Regions from separate parts of the Hordeum vulgare genome. Here region 1 is linked to region 2. A link is a contact called in public Hi-C data. All regions are on one chromosome and are shown on one strand. The core of a region is the stretch at or near the end of the contact, and the rest is flanking DNA. Distances in the headings are between cores, read along the strand shown. Region 1 holds the start of LOC123444478. Region 2 holds the start of LOC123444474 (triacylglycerol lipase SDP1-like).

The links. A called contact is a pair of places that touch in the nucleus more often than the background predicts.
Region 1: a contact with region 2 is called in a Hi-C map of leaf, with 3 times the contacts expected there. The contact joins the promoter of LOC123444478 here to the promoter of LOC123444474 in region 2. A contact is called at or near these places in 3 of 6 Hi-C or Micro-C datasets (leaf and seedling) and 1 of 1 datasets of contacts at active chromatin or transcription factors (embryo).

What each region holds. Positions count from the first base shown.
Region 1 is chr3H:498,116,292-498,121,140 of MorexV3_pseudomolecules_assembly, forward strand. It overlaps LOC123444478, which reads right to left and starts at 1,906. Exons shown (of 8, transcript XM_045121198.1): 1 at 1,746-1,906; 2 at 1,571-1,653; 3 at 1,439-1,477; 4 at 1,288-1,340; 5 at 1,123-1,186; 6 at 964-1,006; 7 at 831-878. The coding sequence starts at 1,826. It overlaps LOC123444477 (RHOMBOID-like protein 12, mitochondrial), which reads left to right and starts at 2,079. Exons shown (of 8, transcript XM_045121197.1): 1 at 2,079-2,561; 2 at 2,647-2,761; 3 at 2,844-2,963. The coding sequence starts at 2,206.
Region 2 is chr3H:497,496,410-497,501,460 of MorexV3_pseudomolecules_assembly, forward strand. LOC123444474 (triacylglycerol lipase SDP1-like) reads right to left here and starts at 1,770. Exons shown (of 5, transcript XM_045121193.1): 1 at 1,575-1,770; 2 at 708-1,400; 3 at 1-413. The coding sequence starts at 1,256.

The sequences.
Region 1 (4,849 bases), core at 656-3,155, 620 kb after region 2:
ATTCAGAACAAGAAGACATGGTGTGCATTTTCATTTAGTTGAGATAGCACTACCATGACAAAACACCTATTCCTAATCTAAGAATGCCAATAATGTCACTTGACCAATATCACAATGCATCTCAAATAAAAAAAGATATAAAAAGGCAGATCAAGGGCATATGAGGAATACTTGAGGTTTTGCTCATGTGATGAGTGAATTTAGTATAACTATGAACAAACCTGTTTGTTTTGATTTCTTTGCGATAGGGTTTGTGCTAAATTTATGTGAACAGAGTTTCATCATGCACACAATTTATATAACTGAAGCCCCTCTGGAAATTCAACTTCCCTATTTGACCATCTGAGTGATGATACAGTGGCATGTAACATGCTATAATATAGGAGGTGCAAATTTAAGTGCAATATATTTAAGTTATTTTAACAGGCACAATGAATGAATGGAATTCATCTTTTAGGAAGAAAGAACTAGTTATGTACTTATGTTAAACACGACTATTCAAGCTAAAGATCCGAGGAGTCGTACTCGGATTAACATAGATTGAAAAGGAAAATTTAGAATGTGCTAGGCTCAAAATTGAGAGGTGGGGCCTTCTATTGATTTCAAGAGGTGGATTAAGGAAAGTCTGTTTTATACTCCTCAAGTTTTCCTCTTGTCTAAATCTCAAGAAGAGTAGAGGGGGTCAAAATGGACTTGTTCCTTTATTCAGATTCAAACTTATGGGCTTATTAGGTCAGCTTAGAACCAGCATCAAGGAGAGCATAGAAAGAAGCGCAAGTGCATTGAAAATAAACTTATCCAGCAAGAAAAATTAAATAGCAAGTGCTCACAAGGCGAATCAGTGTCCTTCGCTCCCTCTCCCTAGCATATCTGATGGCCTATAAAATAATTCACTGGTCAGCACAAAACAAATGGATTTCTCAAGGTTCACAACAATCCTCCTCCATTATAGAAGAATCAAACCTCCTCTAGTGCTTTGCGCTCACTGTCTTCTTCCTCAGCATCCCTACAGGATGACACAGAATCATTACAATACGTAAAATACAATAAAACACAGTTCAAATTCCAGTTACGGTGTAGCCAGTACTAGTGTAGCAACAAAATGAAATAGCGGGGAATCACCTTCCAACAAGCTGCTTAACAGAGGTGCAGCACTTGGCACAAATCCCAAGCTCCTTGGAGCAACCTGCATTAAACAGAGACCACACATAGACATATATCAGCAACAATCAAATGGTACACCAGCACCACCGAAACAGGACATATCACTGAGCAGCCGGAATTAACCTGTACAGACGTTGTGGTACGCCTGCCGGACGTTTCGTTTACTGCACTTCTGGCTGCAAAAATAAAAAGAAAACCATAAGCATCCATCACAATCCCCCTCTAACAACGGTTCCCAAATACTATGCCGCAACCAAGCGGGCAAGAAAGCTACCATTTTGTAGGCTCGACAATCGGCTTGTACTTGCCGTATCTGCAAAAGATGAGACGAACAGATCGGACCGAGGAACACAAGTAAACCAACGACCTAATGAATGTATATAACAAAGGGGGGAGAGCCCCGTACTTGCGCTTCCAGTCGATTTGGTCCCGGCAGCGCTGGCAGACGCCGGTGATCTCCGACAGAGGCCGGAACCTGCCCCCGGGCTCCTGCGCGAGCAGCGGCGATGATTGCGGCGGTTAGGCCCCACAAGAACGGAAAAAAAAGACGGGCAAGGGAGGGAGGCGGGTCGCCGGCTTACGGTCTCGTTGATCTTCCGGCCGAGGTTGGGCTTCCATGCGTAGCTGTTCTGGTGCTTCGGGGGACCAGTTCGCTTCGACATCTCTCCGCCTCGCGCCGCCGCCGGGAGTCCTCTCTGCTTACCCCTAAAACCTCGCTGCGGCGGCTGCGCGGCGCACTGCTACCTGTATAACCGTCCGTGTTGGATCCAACAACTATGTCTAATGGGCGTCGGCCCAGGCCCTGGAGCGAGAGAGATAAAATTCGAACTTGGGCTCCGGAAAACATGGGCCCAATAGTCTCACGGCCCATTTGTTCCAGACTGTGATATTGACTGCCGGTCGACCCCACTGCCCCCATAGTCGGAGATCGGAAGGGAATCAAAACCGTACCGGTGGCTACCGCCCGAGGTCGGGGAGTCGGCGGCGGAGGCAGGCAGGCAGGCAGGCAGGCAGCCAACCCGTGTCTTGGTGGAAGCAGAAATGGCGATGCGGAGGAGGCTGCCGCAGTTCCAGACCCTCCTCGCGCAGCAAGCCCTACGCAGCGCCATCCCAAAACCCAGACCCCTAGCCAACCCCCTCATGCGCCCCCTCCACTGCCCCTCCACGCCAGCAGCCGCCTCCCGCTCCCCGCTGTCCCACTCCCTCTGGCGCAGCCCAGGCAGCGGCGGGACGCTCCTACCGGTGAGCGCAGCGGCCGTCGCGGCGGCCGCCCGGGCCGCCACCAAGCGGTGGCTGACCGCGCGCGCCGCCGGGTCGCTCGAGCTCTTCTCGCTGCAGCGGAGGAGGTCCTCGGACTGGCTCTCTTCGTCCTCAACCTTCCCCCGCCGCGTACCCTGGTGAGGTTTTGGCTGGTGGTACGACTTTATTACATGGGGAAAGTTTTGGGTTGTTTGGTCATTTTGATTTCCGTGTCTCCTGAAGGGGGCGCTGGCTACCATCAGCGGACGGGATGGTGTTGATGCTTATGGGCGCGAATGTGGCCGTCTACATGCTCTGGCACATGGTCGATCCGATTTTCATGAAGGAACATTTCACGGTAAGCGATCAATCGAAGGGGCCTTGCTTTGATTTCACAAGTGGTTGTTGAAGTGTAATTTGATGAATGTTGCAATGTGCAGGTTTCGCTGGACAATGTCAAGAGTGGGCGGTTGCACACATTGCTCACGAGTGCCTTCAGCCAGTTTGTCCCAGGTCACCTCTTCAGCAATATGATGTGTCTCTACTTCTTCGGTTCAAGCGTAAGAAGTTTACTCTTTGTCTATTATTGCATTGCGGAAACATGCTTTATATGTGATAAGTACAGTGCACATACATGCATACATACCTAGTTTCCCCTGAGTGCACCACCTTGTGGTAAAAACATCAAACATGGTCACCTACACTTCCTGAACATACAATGTAAAAGGTGTATAATACACTATTTACTTCCCCAACCATGTGACATTAGCTTATCTATGTTCTTTTCAGATCAATATCATCTTAAGAAGTTAAAACTGAGACATGACCAAGGAATAGTCACAATAATGTATGGTTAGTAAAATGCTTTTTCGCACTGCACCCTTCTGTTGTAGAATACTAGTTGCCAAGCCGCATGCCTGCAGGGGCTAGCGACTTTGAAACGAACTAGTGGCAGGGGCGCGCCCTTGGCGCGCCTCTTAGGCGTGACTGTGCGTACTAATCTTGTTGATGTAGTTGTTAATGTGTTTATATAGTCCAAATGAGTGCCAATTTTCCTCGTCTACACTTGCCGAAACAGGGAATGAAAGTGTCGCTACATTTTTTTTGAGACATGCATGTGCGATGCCAGGTAGGTGGCCACACTTTTCATTTGTTACAGGACCAGTAAAAATGCATTACTGATCAATTTAAACTGATTGTAGAGATAATGAGGACCACTCATTTATAATTAGTCCAGAGGTAGTTAGCACACGAAAGAAGATCTATGAAGATGCAACCCGATGGCATAGAAAATGTATTACAAACTACTCTTATAACTTTAATAGCCCTCCAGTACCCCGGTTAAGCCAACACTTGCCTTCATCATCGTCTGCTTGAGCAGCTGTTTGTCGGAGCCATCATAGTACTCATCGATGTAGACCACGTTCGTTTTGCGGGCGTCACAGAAGATTGTTCTTCTGACGTCATAATATGTTATGCAGTGTCAAATGGAAGATCTATGTGTGGAGATAGTCACCATCCAGTTGCCCGTTCTTGTAAATTTTGTTGCCCCTGATGATTATTACTGTTTGAATGCATAAGAAACTAATATTTTGCTCCAACAAAATCTATAAAAGAAACAAAGACAATCGTGTAAATATCAAAAATTGCAATGGAACATATGTGTTTAGTGATACGTTTGACAGCGGTATGTTCTGAATAACAAACCGCTTCTGCAACATTAGCAGAAGTATGCCCCGATAAAGCATAGTGCAGATTTATGATGAAATAATCACAATAATCAGCCAGTAATGACATGAATCTCCCACCCATCAAAATGAACCCAGCCTGCAAGAATATATTGAAATTACTTTGCACTTAGAATGCATTAAATATAAGTAGATTGAGCATGAAATCACTCAAATCAAGATGTGACAGCGCTGATTTATCATGCTTCCGGCCTGAACATATGGATTGTACCTACAATTGCAAATTCAAATCAGTAAATTCGCAAAAGCATATATAGAAAACAATCAGAATGATTATATTACTTGTATTGCTTCATCACTCTACACAACATGTGGCTCTTAGTTTTTCAAGTCCAAAGATCAAACAGACTGCTAGTGAACAAGTAGAGAACCTTGTTTGTACTAACTAACAATTGAGCTTGCCCTTCACCCGTCTCAGAGTCAGATAGGCCTGAATTGCAGTGCAAACTAAAGCTTTACATATTAGACGCCCCTAGTAATCCAGCCAATGAACCCGACTCTCAATGGCTAGTAAGAAATACTTCCTCCATCCTAAAATAAGTGACTCAAAAATGACTCGGTTTTGTACTAACTTTAATACAAAATAAAGTCATTTTTAAGTCACTTATTTTGGGACGGAGGGAGTGTAATACAACAATTAAATACGTTGAACGAGCATTCGAGTAGTCACCTGTGTAGCACATTCTGCTTATGCAGAT
Region 2 (5,051 bases), core at 520-3,019:
GTCTGCAAGTGCCTAATGTCATGAACAGCCCCATGCGTCAAAATTCTTTTAAATACAGGAAAGATCCCACCCATTTGGTCAAAGAATTTCAAGGAATGCCACTCCTCAAAAAAACTCTCCAGTTCTGGCCATGACCTTGTGGCGACAATAGCACACATTATTGCGCCAACGCTTGATCCTGAAATAATCCTAGGTAGAAGCTTATGCTCTACCAAGGTTTTCACAACACCTACATGGAAAGACCCAAATGAAGCTCCTCCACTTAGCAGTAAGGCAGATCTACCAAAGGCATGCCTTGTCTCATGCATAAATGCCAGTTTCTCCTCGAGAGGTAACTCGTCTGAATCAGAATTGCAAACCATTTTCAGTTGAGTAGATACCTCCTCAATGTATTCCTTGATGAGTTTAGGCACCTGGCAGATCATTAACAATAAACATTTCAGTGACACTCAAATGTGTACACATACTGACATAATGCGAACGAATCGTCTGAAAAAACCAAACAGGCTTATTATTCAAGATTAACTTGATACATGGACCAAGTTAAAGTTTTACCCAACTGGAACTACCAACGATGCAAATTTCGAGTCCTTGAGTCGAGAAAGGGGAAACAATTCCAATACTCCGGCAACAAACAGTACTATGATCAAAGCGAAAGCAAGGATCAGGTGGCATCGAAAATTCTGGGCAGATGGGCAGCGCAGTACCTGCAGCCTCAACTTGTGGAGCTCGGGGTTGCACATGTTACCAAGGTTCCTGAGCAGGTCGGCGCGCATGCAGAAGACGATGTCCCTGAGCGAGCCCTCCTGGCGACGGTGCCTGAGCTCGCGGAGCTTGTTGCGCACGAGCTCCTCGTCGTAGAGGTCGGCGTCGGTGGCGCGGCGCGGCGTCTCTCGCTCGAGCATCCGCGCGGCGTGCGCCCACTCCTCGTAGGTGAGCGCGGCGCGCATCATGTTGCGCCAGAACTTGCGGCGGTAGGCGGACTGCACGCGCGCGCGCACCCCGGCGCGGCCCCCGCGGCCGCGCAGCAGGAGCGCGACGGCGCAGACGGCCAGCAGGATCCCCCGCGTGTTGTGGCGCGGGTGCAGCCAGGCCGCCGCCAGGGGCGCCGCGGCGCGCAGCGCGGCGGCGAGGCGGTGCCGCAGCCGCGCCAGGGAGCCGCAGAGGAGCACGCGCAGCGCGAGCGCCCGGCCCGCCGCCGTGGACGGGCCGATCGCGAACGCCCCCACGCGCGCCTCGTTGGTGATGACGTCCATGGGCGACCGATGAACCGGCGGACGGACGGGCGTGGCGGGAGAGCTCACTGGGTCACCTCCGCGGCCTTGGATCGGAGCAGGGCGGAAGAGAAATGCGCGCGGTGCGGCTTGGCGCCTGCGCGCCCGGGCATGGCGTGCTGGGATCTGGGGAATGGGCAAACGGAGGGGATCAGAGGAAAGGAGGAGGCGGAGGAGGAGTCGAGCTGGGCTTCTTCTTCTCCCTCCCGTGCCCGTGCCGTGCCGTGCCGTGGATGGGACAAATGCGGCGTCCCGGTCAGCCGGAGAAGGAGATAAGGGTGGAAGGGGAACGCGACGTACAAGCCAAACTAACTGCGACAGAGGGAGGCCGCCGCCTCGCTTCGCGTTGTGTTTATCGTCTCCCGCGCCGACGCTGGCAGCTTGACTCCTCGCCGTGGTGGATCGAGGATGGGGAGAGGGGAGCGGGACCGCGTGACGTGCGCCGATCTGGATATGGCGGACGTGGATGGCGACGGGCGGTGGCTCCCCCTCGGTCGGTGTGCCGGTTTGGACTTTGGAGCGACGAGCGGTGGAGTTTGCTCGGTCGCGCCGCGCGCGCCCTCTCTCTATATACGTTGCCCCGGCTTCTCCACGTGGGGGTGTCGTTCGTTTTCACCGTGGATTCTGTAGCTTTGGGTCAACGTAGCTGCCATCTTCGTGTGACCGAAATAGGGCTCATTTCCGGAACTGCAACGGTGATAGTATTACGTAGATGCACTTTTTTTCTTTTTCTGAATACTTCTTCTATTACTCCTATTCAAAACTTTAGGATTTATTTTTTTAATGATAATACGTGTCTCACTTACTTTTTTCGTACCTAAATACTTGTGCTGGAGATAACTACAGAGAAAGTGTATCCTAAGTAACATAGTACTATAAATTACGTATACATTGACTTGATAAAACCCAAATACTGTCGAACATTAGCATTTGCACATAGAAACGTGAGCCAAGAAGGAAAGATACAGTAAGAGCATTTACAGCCGGAACTTGTAAAATTGACCACTTAAATGTCCGCAGACGCGTCCGTCCGCGAGGAATGACCGGACACGTCTTAAATAAACACTGCTGCAACCACACATCTCATACTAGATTCTCAAATCCATACAAAAACATGCAAACGTAAGACGTATGTACTACGGACAAACTAATAACTACTTTTGTCGGAGATTTCGACGATCTTCGTGCCCTCCGGCGAATAAAAGTGCGGCACCCGGGCTATGACCGAAATATGGCTCATTTCCGCGAAAAAGCAGAGCGGCACCCGGGCTCCAGTGAGCCCGGTATTTTGTTTTTACCAAAGTACCATTTTCACATACTAAAAAAATCTGAAAAAGCATATACATAGATACGTATTTATAATATGCGTGTATAAATTTTCACTAATGTTTATGTTTTTATGTAGCGTATAAAAAAAGACAAATATACCGATTAAAATGGGCCTTATTTTTGTTGTATTTGGGCCAGATTTTTATCTTTTTTGTGTAGAATGCAAAAAGCCAAATTACTTGATGAAACTTTTTACATACTAAACTACCATGTATATGTATTTGTATACAAAAATTGGTATATTTCAAAGCTTTTAAATATACATTACTTTTTTTTTGAAATACCGGGCTCACTGGAGCCCGGCCTCTGCAACGCCGCACTCTTATTTCTGAAACTGCAACGGTGATAGTATTACATAGATGCACTTTTTAACTTTTTCTGAATACTTCTTCTACTACTCCTATTCAAAACTTCAGGTTTATTTTTTTTAATGATAATACGTGTCTCATTTATTTTTTTCCTACCTAAATACTTGTAATTAGAAAGAACTAGACTAGTTCACTTCAGTTACAAGTAGTTAGATACAGAGGAAGTGTATCATAAGTAACATAGTATAAGTTACGTATATATTGACTTGATAAAACCCAAAGACTGTCCAACATTAGCATTTGCACAAAGAAACGTCATCCAAGAAGGAAATATACAGTAAAAGCATAAGTTGCAAAATTGACCTCTTAAATGTCCGCACACATGCCCGTCCGTGGGTAGTGACCGGACACGCTTTAAATAAACACTGCTGCAAACAGACATCTCATACTAAATTCTCATATTTGTACAAAAGCATGCAAACATAAAACCTATGTACTACGTACAAACTAATAACTACTTTTGTCGGAGATTTCGACGAACTCCGTGCCCTCCGGCGAATAAAAGTGGGCGGCTGCAGCTCCACCCCTCCGTCTGCTCCGCTGCAGCCCCCTCTCGTGCCTCTGCCTGTTCCGCTGCGGCTTCCTCCGCTGATATCTCCTCGTCGAACTTGTCGAAGAGGGTGTCAGCCTCTGCCTGTCTCTGTCGGATGTGCCAGCGGTTGGTCTCCACCTCGGCCTCATTTCGAATGGAATCCATGATGGGTGTTGCTCCACCATCTCCTCGGCTTGGGAGACGGCGAACTCCGCCTCCGCCTCCGCCATTTTCAAGCTCGGAGCATGGATCTCCGGCTCATCCTCCTCCATCGCGTCTGACAACTCCTCATCTGCTTCCTCCTCCTCCTCCTCCTCCGTCCCCGGTGAGTCCGGAGAGAGACCCGCAACAATGCGGGCGGCGCGCTAGGCCTGGATCTCCGCCTCAATCTGCATCCAGGGCTCTAGCATGAGCATAGTGTAGGAGGTGATCCTACGACGGACCATACCGACGTCCGAGAGTGGGGAAGAGGAGGTGGATGGGCTCACGTGGTTGCGGAGGGAGGAAGGAGGTGGATGTGCTAGGGCTGGGGGACGGCGAGAGGCTTAAATAGCCGGCTATGGCCTCAGACGACGAGCTGAAGCGGTGCCACGCGGTGTCCACACCGCGCTGACGGTCGAGGCGCCCGTCGGACCGTCAGGTTTCTGGGCGAGTCCATGTGGGGCTCTGCTGTCGACCAATGTTGCTGGCGTGTCCTAGCACTCCCATACCCGCCCATATTTGGGTTGGATATGAGGGGTGCGAGTCAGCCCGGGCGCTTGAGGCCGATTTGAGAGGCATGATTGGGTCGAAATTTCATGATCGGTTAGTGACCGGCGGCCTGCCTAAGCGTTTGAGGGGGCGTGAGGGGTACGGCTGTAGATGCTCTAAGACCCAAGAATCTCGGAACTTGACACCATCTCCCATCACCTGCCTGTGGCGCCATAACAACAACCACCAAAGAATAAAAAATGACGGATCACCTCCTCAGCCAATGATATGCAACTTTGCGAACCTTCAAGGTGGCTCACCAAAGGAAAAACCATTAACGTTGAATAAACCAAATAGGGCAACACCTCTAACACGCCATCAAACTCGAGATCTGACACCCCCACACGAATAAGACGTCGGAGTAGGAAACCATACATGTCATCCACGAATCACAATCCACTATCTTCTAGATGTCGTGATGCATACCACAATGTACATCCGCTCATGGAAGCACTAGAGCTATAAGTGTATGAAACCTAAACGGAAGCTAAATGGGTATGCATCCAACTTGTTACTCATGAAGACCTCGGACATTTGAGAAAGCCCGTCATCGAAATATGCAAGCCAAGTTTTATAATGAATAATTCTCACTAGCATATGAAAATGACAACTCATGAGACTCTCTAGATGAAGAACATGGTGCTCTCTCTAAGCACAAGTGTGGAAAAATAAGTAGTAGCATTGCCCCTTCTCTCTTTTCTCTCATTCCTTTTCTATTTCTTTACTTCTTCTTTTTTCGTCCTGAATCTCATCTCGACTTGCTAGAGCATATATCTCCATATGTGGTTTTGGTAATTG